Regions from separate parts of the Mus musculus genome. Here region 2 is linked to region 1. The links are chromatin contacts, called in public ChIA-PET maps. All regions are on one chromosome and are shown on one strand. The core of a region is the stretch at or near the end of the contact, and the rest is flanking DNA. Distances in the headings are between cores, read along the strand shown. Region 1 holds the start of Adgre5 (adhesion G protein-coupled receptor E5). Region 2 holds the start of D8Ertd738e (DNA segment, Chr 8, ERATO Doi 738, expressed).

Region 1 (3,536 bases), core at 618-3,117:
GACCGCCTACATCTGGAGACTTGGAAATTAATCAAACGGGAGCAGAGCCGTTCCCTTCTGCTCCCAGACACATCTGGTTCAACTTCCCAAGCTCAGACTGGAGCCAAGGGACTCCTGCTTAGAGAATCCAGAAGTGGGGGTAGGGCAGCCTTTGTGCTTCCTGCAGTATTTCATTGTGTAGTTCCGGCTGGCCTGGAACTTACTATGTAGACCAGGTTGGCCTCCAACTCCCAGGATCATGGAAGCCTCCTGCCTCCGCCTCTCTAATACTGGGATTCAAAACCTGAGAATCCAACTAGCGAGGCTGCTTGGTTGGTTTTGAAGACAAGGTATCATGTGGTCTCAAACTCAGTATACAGCAGAGAATGACCTTGAACTTTTGACCCTCCTGCCTCTACTCGCTAGGTACTCTGATAGCAGACACAGACACCACACCCACATGTTCAGTTAATTCAAACTGTAAACCAGAAAGTTTGTACACAAACTCTTGGCCCTTGAAACAATATGGTAAAATACAGCTGGTCTTGTTCCATTTTACAGAGGAGGAAAGTGCAGCCCAAAGTCACTGTGACCCAGCTTAGTGACAGCCAGGCAGGCCCCTGCAGCTGTTTGCCACCAACTGTGACACCCTGGGACTCTATTTCCTGGTTCTAGGTCCATGGCTACTGAGCTGCCTGCCACCTGTCACTAGCACTCAGGCCAGTCATTGTGGTTAGGGTGACCCCAGTTTGTGCCCCAAGTTCCATATCTTGGGGTAACTCCAGCTGGTGCCCCGTTCCATTTTTTCACTGTTTGTTGTCAAGTTACTTAGGTGACTTAGCCATCAAACAACGGTTGAGGCACCCAGGGTGGGGCGGGAAAGTCATGATGAAAGCCAAGTTCAAACCACAGCCTGGTAAGTTCCTTTCAGCCAGCAGCTCCGTCCCAGACAAGTCCCAAGGAGATTCTCTGCCTGTTCCTGGCACGGAGACAGCAGGGGACAGACTGGGGCAGGGGGAGTTCCCACCCTCGAAGAAATGGGCACCCTCACGTGGGTTTCTCTTCACATTGAGAGCGTCTGTTTGGGCAACAGTTTGCAAAGTGTACTTTAACCTACAGTTCTTTTTAGCTTTTTTTTTTTTTAAACTGTATGTGTTTTGCCTGCATGTATGTTTGTGCACTGCATGTATTATTGTACACTGCATGTATGTCTGTGCACTGCATGTCTGTTGCCCGTGGATGCAGAAGACAGTGTGAATCCCCAGGAACTGGAGTTACAGACACTTGTGAGCCACCATATAGGTGCTGGGACCCAGCCAGGTCCTCTCTTAATGCTCTTGACCTCGGCACCACCCCAGCCTCTAGCCTGCATTTCTTTTTCTTTTGTTCTTTTGAGACAGGGTCTTGCTGTGTAGCACAAGCTGACCTGAAATTGGTGACCCTGCTGCCTCAGCCTCCCTAATGCCCTGTGACACCATGCCTGCTTTGTTACCCTCTTTAACTGCCCCCGTGCCTCAGTTTCTCCCTCTTAGTCTCCAAACTGGCAACACTCAAGCCCATTAGGATCTGACACCCCCTGGAGAGCCCTCTGGGGCGCACAGGTGCGCCGGCTTCGACTGTCCCTGCCCCTCCTGGCCACGTCCCGCGAGTTCCCTCCCGGCTCCGCGCAACCCCGAGGTCTCACCAAGCAGGCCGGGGCATCTGACGCCCCTCATGGTGGCGCGGCACGGAACGGACAGCGTCTGGGGTTGATAGAGGGCTGTGGCGGCCGGCTGGGCTGGGCTTTTATGCAGCGGGCGTGAGCAGGGCCCTCCCCGGAACTGTCCTCCCCGCTGGAAAGTAACAGGAAAGTGCCGGGGAAACAGACCCAGGGCGCGCCGCGCGCCCGCGTCTGGAACAAACGCAACATTCCTCCCCCCCCCCCCCCGCGCGCGGCTCCGACACCCGCCCCCGCGGGGAGCTGGGTGGTGTGGTTCAGGCGTCCTGGGACGGGGACCAGGCACATCGGACAGAGCTGGGTGGAGCTCCCACCCGAACGATGTCCTGGGCGACCCTCGCCTTTCCCATCAGCAGGACTTGTCGGCTTCTTTTCCAAGAGAGAAACTGAAGTTCAGAGAAGCCAGGGGCCAAATAAGAACCAGAAGAGGACTGAGGGTCCTGCCGGGCTGACTGTCCAGGAACGAGAGACATCAAGGTTTGGAGATGCGGCTCAGTGTGCGCAGTGCTTGCTTAACCTGCCCGAGGCCCTGTCTAGCCTCAAAGCCACATAAGCCGGCAGAGGACCGCTAGCCTGTAATCCCAGCACTAATCAGGAGTTCAACTCATCCTCCGTTTTGTCGCTTTTGAAGCCTGCCCGCGCTACAAAAGACCTTGCCCAAAAAGACAAGGGGTCATGGCATGGCTGCGTTGGCCTATACTAATACCGTTCTCTGGAAAGCAGAGGCTAAACCGGAGGCCGTTTTTGGCCACTTAAGAGTTGCAGGCCAGCCAGGCCTACGAAGCATGAGTCTATCGCAAAAATAAAAAATAATAAAGTGGGGGAGGGAAGTGCTACCAAGATGGTTCAGCGGGTAAAGGCACTTGCCCCAAAACCTAACGACCTGATTTCTGATACCCAGGACCTCCATGATGGAAGGAGAGAGCCAACTCCTGGAAGTTGTCCTCTGACCTTCACGGGCACACGGTGCCACACACAAACCCAAACACTAAATAAACAAGTCAATAAATAAAACGTAATAAGGGGCCGGGCAGTGGTGGCGCATGCCTGTAATCCCAGCACTTGAGAGGCAGAGGCAGGCGGATTACTGAGTTCGAGGCCAGCCTGGTCTAGAGAGTGAGTTCCAGGACAGCCAGGACTGCACAGAGAAACCCTGTCTCAAAAAGCCAAAACAAATAAACAAACAAAAAACGTAATAAGGACTTAAAATAGAGGAAGAGAGAGCTTTGACCACGGGACATGGCTTACCACGGCAGGGCTTTTTGGTTACACGCACTGACCTTGCCACAGTCTATAGAGAGTCATGTGATGTACACTGGCTTCCTGTTTGAGTTACTTGTGTAACTATGGTTTCTTTTCATGTGTGTGTGTTGGGGGCGGGAAGAATGCCAAACCCAAGGCTTTGTGTATGCTGGACAAGCACTCTACCAAGGGAACTACATTCTCAGACACATCTAGTGATTTTTCAAAATATTGATTTTCTTTTTCTTTTTTTCTCTGAAACACGGTCTGGTCTCAAACAGCCCAGGCTGTCTTTCAACTCTATGTAGCCTAGGATGGCACTGAACTCCTGACTTCCTGTCTCCAAAGCCTAAGCCTGCTGGGATCACAGGCATAAACTACCAGGGGTGTCAGGCCTTCCTTTTACCTTAGTAAATTCTGGGTTCAAGTTGGGCCATGGTGGCGCACACCTTTCGTCCCAGCACTTGAGAGGCAGAGGCAGGTGGATCTCTGTGATTTGGAGGCTAGCCTGGTCTACAGAGTGAATCAGGGCAGCCAGGGCTGTTACACTGAGAAACTCTGTCTCAAAAACAAAACAACAAAGAATAAAAATAAAAAT
Region 2 (3,536 bases), core at 565-3,064, 510 kb after region 1:
AGACACTATTTTAGGAAAATAGGGGGTAAAGACTGGGCACATGGCTCTGTTAGTAAAGTACATGACTGGTACGCACAAGTCTGAATTTAATCCACAGCACTACATAAACAGGGCTCAGTGGTCCACACCAGTAATAGCAGCACTCTGGAGGCTAGGCTATATAGCTCCATGCTAACCTAGGCCTGTGTGAGGATCTATCTCAAAAGCACAGAAGCAGACAGAACAAGACAACAAAACAGGGCTGGAGGAATGGCTCAGTGCTTAAGAGCACATACTTCTCTCAGAAGACCTTAGTTCTGTACCTAGCACCCAGGTCTGGCTTGTAGCTCATACCATCTGCAATTCCAGATCAGATGCCATCTTCTGGCCTCTGTGGGCATATGCACTCAGGTGCACACACCACACATAATTAAAACATTATTTTGGAGGCTAGAACATCACTCAGCCGTTAAAAGCTCTATCTATCTATCTATCTATCTATCTATCTATCTATCTATCTATCTATCTATCTATCTATCTATCTATCTATCTATCTATCTGCTGTGGTGGACCTTGCTCTATAGACCAAGCTGGCCTTGAACTCAGAGATCTGCCTGCCTCTGCCTCTAGAGTGCTGGGATTAAAGGTCTGGGCTATCACAAAGTTTGGAGCTAAGACAAAAGGATGGACTATCCAGAGACTACCCCACCCGGGGATCCATCCCATAATCAGCCACCAAACCCAGACATTATTGCATATGCCAGAAAGGTTTTGCTGAAGGGACCCTGTAATAGCTGTCTTGTATGAGGCTATGCCAGTGCCTGGCAAATACAGAAGTGGATGCTCACAATCATCTATAAGATGGAACACAGGGCCCCCAATGGAGAAGCTAGAGAAAGCACCCAAGGAGCTGAAGGAGTCTACAACCTTATAGGTGGACCAGCAATATGAACTAACCAGTACCCCCAGAGCTTGTATCTCTAGCTGCATATGTAGCAGAAGATGGCCTAGTCGGCCATCACTGGGAAGAGAGACCCCTTGGTATTGCAAACTTTATATGCCCCAGTACAGCGGAATGCCAGGGCCAAGAAGTGGGAGTGGGTGGGTAGGGGAGCAGGGCGGGGGGAGGGTATAGGGAACTTTCGGGATAACATTTGAAATGTATATAAAGAAAATATCTAATAAAAAAAAAGTCTGGGCTATCACACCCGCCTGACTAAGACCAGGGTTCAGTTCCCAGCACACACATGATGGCTCAAAACCCGTTAATAACTCTAGTTCTAGGGTTTTGGGCATCCTTTTCTAATCTCGTCGGGTACAAGGCACAGACACTTGTGCCACACTCGCGCGCACACTCAGGCTAAATATTCATACACAATAAACAACAACTCGAGGCTATCTGCTGGCAGTCCCTAACGCGCATCTGAAGCGCTCAGAAGCTAAGGGCGGGCCAGGATTCATCCAACTAGCGGAGGACAAAGCCTTGCAGTTGGGAACCCTCTCGGCTGTCCGTCCGTCATCCCGGATCACTTGCATCGCTTCACTCACCTTCTTCAACTTCTGCTGCTGAACAACGCGCGCCTTCTTGGGAGCGATGACTCGACCTGGGGGAGAGACACCAGCCGGTGAGCCTCGGCGGGCCACCTCAAGTCCGCCATCCTCTCTCCCTGCTCCCCACCTCATTCCTTACCGCCTTTCCGAGGCCCGCGGCTCCGCTCCGCCGCGGCAGCCTTGCTTTTAGGTTTCTGCGCCTGGAACTTGCGTTGTCCCTGCGCCATGTTCTACCGCAACCCGGAAGAGGCGGGGCCACGTGCAGAAAAGCGGAAGTCGAAGACGTCATTGGCTACAGTGGGACGCAAAGTCTCAAGGCCTCACCCGACACAGAGCGGCGCACTTAAAGGAACCGCTGTCTAAAAAGTTGGAAGGAAAATTAATTACCATTTTCAGGGGTGGGACCACATTTGTGTATTGTAAAACATGCGCGTTTTAAAAAAATGATTTATTTATTTCATTTATATGAGTACACTGTAGTCTGTCTTCAGACACTCTAGAAGAGGGCATCGGATTCCATTACAGATGTTTGTGAGCCACTATGTGGTTGCTGGGAATTGAACTCAGGACCTCTCCAAGCACAAGCAGTCAGTGCTCTTTTTTATACATAAAACTTCAAATAAAGCTTGGAGTCTGGTAAACGAGGAGCTCGTTTTTGGAGGAAAATTAAAGGAGTGTCAAAAACGTTCAGTAATCATTGGTGATGTGACTTGGTGGGTAAAGATGCTTGCTGCCATGCTTATTTGAGTTTGATCCTGGGTGGTGGCACAGGCATTTAATATCAGCACTTGGGAGGCAGCGAACTGACTCCCATAGATCACTTCCACCAGAATAAACCAGAATAAAGATATCACTAAAAAAAAAAAATCCCTCACATTAATGCATTAATTTTACAGCTGTGCTGGGGACAGAGAGCAGCCTCATATTTTCAGCACAAGAGTTGCCACAGCTATAGACACAGCCCCAACTGTGTTCTTTTTAATTTTAAAAGATTTAAAATATGCACCTGGTGGCTGGGAACATGGCTCAGGGGTAAAGTGCATATTGTTTATGTATGAGAACCTGAGTGGTATCCCCACCATTCGCTGGTGCACACACCTGCTATCCCAGTGCTAAGTTGGCTGAAGCGGGAGGACCCCTGGAGTCTAGCCTGATAGCTGAATTCCAGGTTCACAGACTCTCAAGAATAAAGCAAAGCAGGTTGTAGGGGCTCACACTTTTGACCTTTTGCTCAAGAGGCAGAGGTAGGTGGATCTTTGTGAGTTCTAGGGTAGCCTGGTCCATAGAGCAAGTCCAAGGGCAGCCAGAGCTACAAAGAGACTGCCTTAAAACACAAATATTTATCTTGATTACTGAACTTTGGTGTCTTCTTTTATAGGACTTGTTCTAGCACAGAGGTTTAGTTCCTGGGTCCCAGCTCCCATATGGCAGCTCACAACCACTTGTAATTCCAGTTCCAGGAGATCTGGTACCCTTTTCTGGTCTGGGAGAGCACCAGGGGTTTGCATGTAAAACACTCACACATAAATAAAAGTAAATAGCCAGTAGTGGTGCATGCATTTAATCCCAGCACTTGGGAGACAGAGGCAGGAGGATCTCTGAGTTTGAAGCCAGCCTGATCTACAGATTGTTCCAGGATAGCCAAGGAGACACAGAAAAATCCTGTCTAGAAAAAACAAAACAAAACAAAATAGAATCAACAACAACAAAAAAATTCAAATGTAACTAAGAGAACATCCTGATTATCTCTACTTTTGTTTGTCTGTTTGAATCTGTAGCCCAGGGTAGCCTAAACTCCAAATCTTCCTGCCTGAGCCTCCCAGGTGCTGAGATTACAGGTGTGTGACCGCCACATCTGTCTTTCATCCCATGCATAGATCATTCCAAGGATGAGCCTGGGACGCGACCTTAGGCAGCTTTGCTGTGGATGCTGAAACTCTGCAGAACCTGGCAAACCATATCTGTTCCTGCAGCTGGAAGAGGGAGTGTGGGTGAAGATGAACTTT

Evidence for each region. ChIA-PET counts read pairs in DNA pulled down with a chosen protein or histone mark.
Region 2: an RNA polymerase II ChIA-PET map of effector CD8 T cells shows a contact between it and region 1, with 8 read pairs. The contact joins the promoter of D8Ertd738e here to the promoter of Adgre5 in region 1. A contact is called at or near these places in 1 of 39 promoter capture datasets (embryonic stem cells), 1 of 484 Hi-C or Micro-C datasets (embryonic stem cells), 4 of 115 datasets of contacts at active chromatin or transcription factors (bone marrow-derived macrophages, effector CD8 T cells, embryonic stem cells and 1 more) and 2 of 9 other capture datasets (adipose tissue and embryonic stem cells).

What each region holds. Positions count from the first base shown.
Region 1 is chr8:83,739,444-83,742,979 of GRCm38.p6, forward strand. It overlaps Adgre5 (adhesion G protein-coupled receptor E5), which reads right to left and starts at 1,868. Exons shown (of 20, transcript NM_011925.2): 1 at 1,664-1,868. The coding sequence starts at 1,694. It overlaps Gm46046 (predicted gene, 46046), which reads left to right and starts at 1,843. Exons shown (of 2, transcript NR_168527.1): 1 at 1,843-2,173.
Region 2 is chr8:84,247,947-84,251,482 of GRCm38.p6, forward strand. It overlaps D8Ertd738e (DNA segment, Chr 8, ERATO Doi 738, expressed), which reads right to left and starts at 1,815. Exons shown (of 3, transcript NM_001007571.2): 1 at 1,670-1,815; 2 at 1,528-1,583. The coding sequence starts at 1,757. Mri1 (methylthioribose-1-phosphate isomerase 1) reads right to left here. Exons shown (of 5, transcript NM_026423.4): 5 at 2,630-3,536.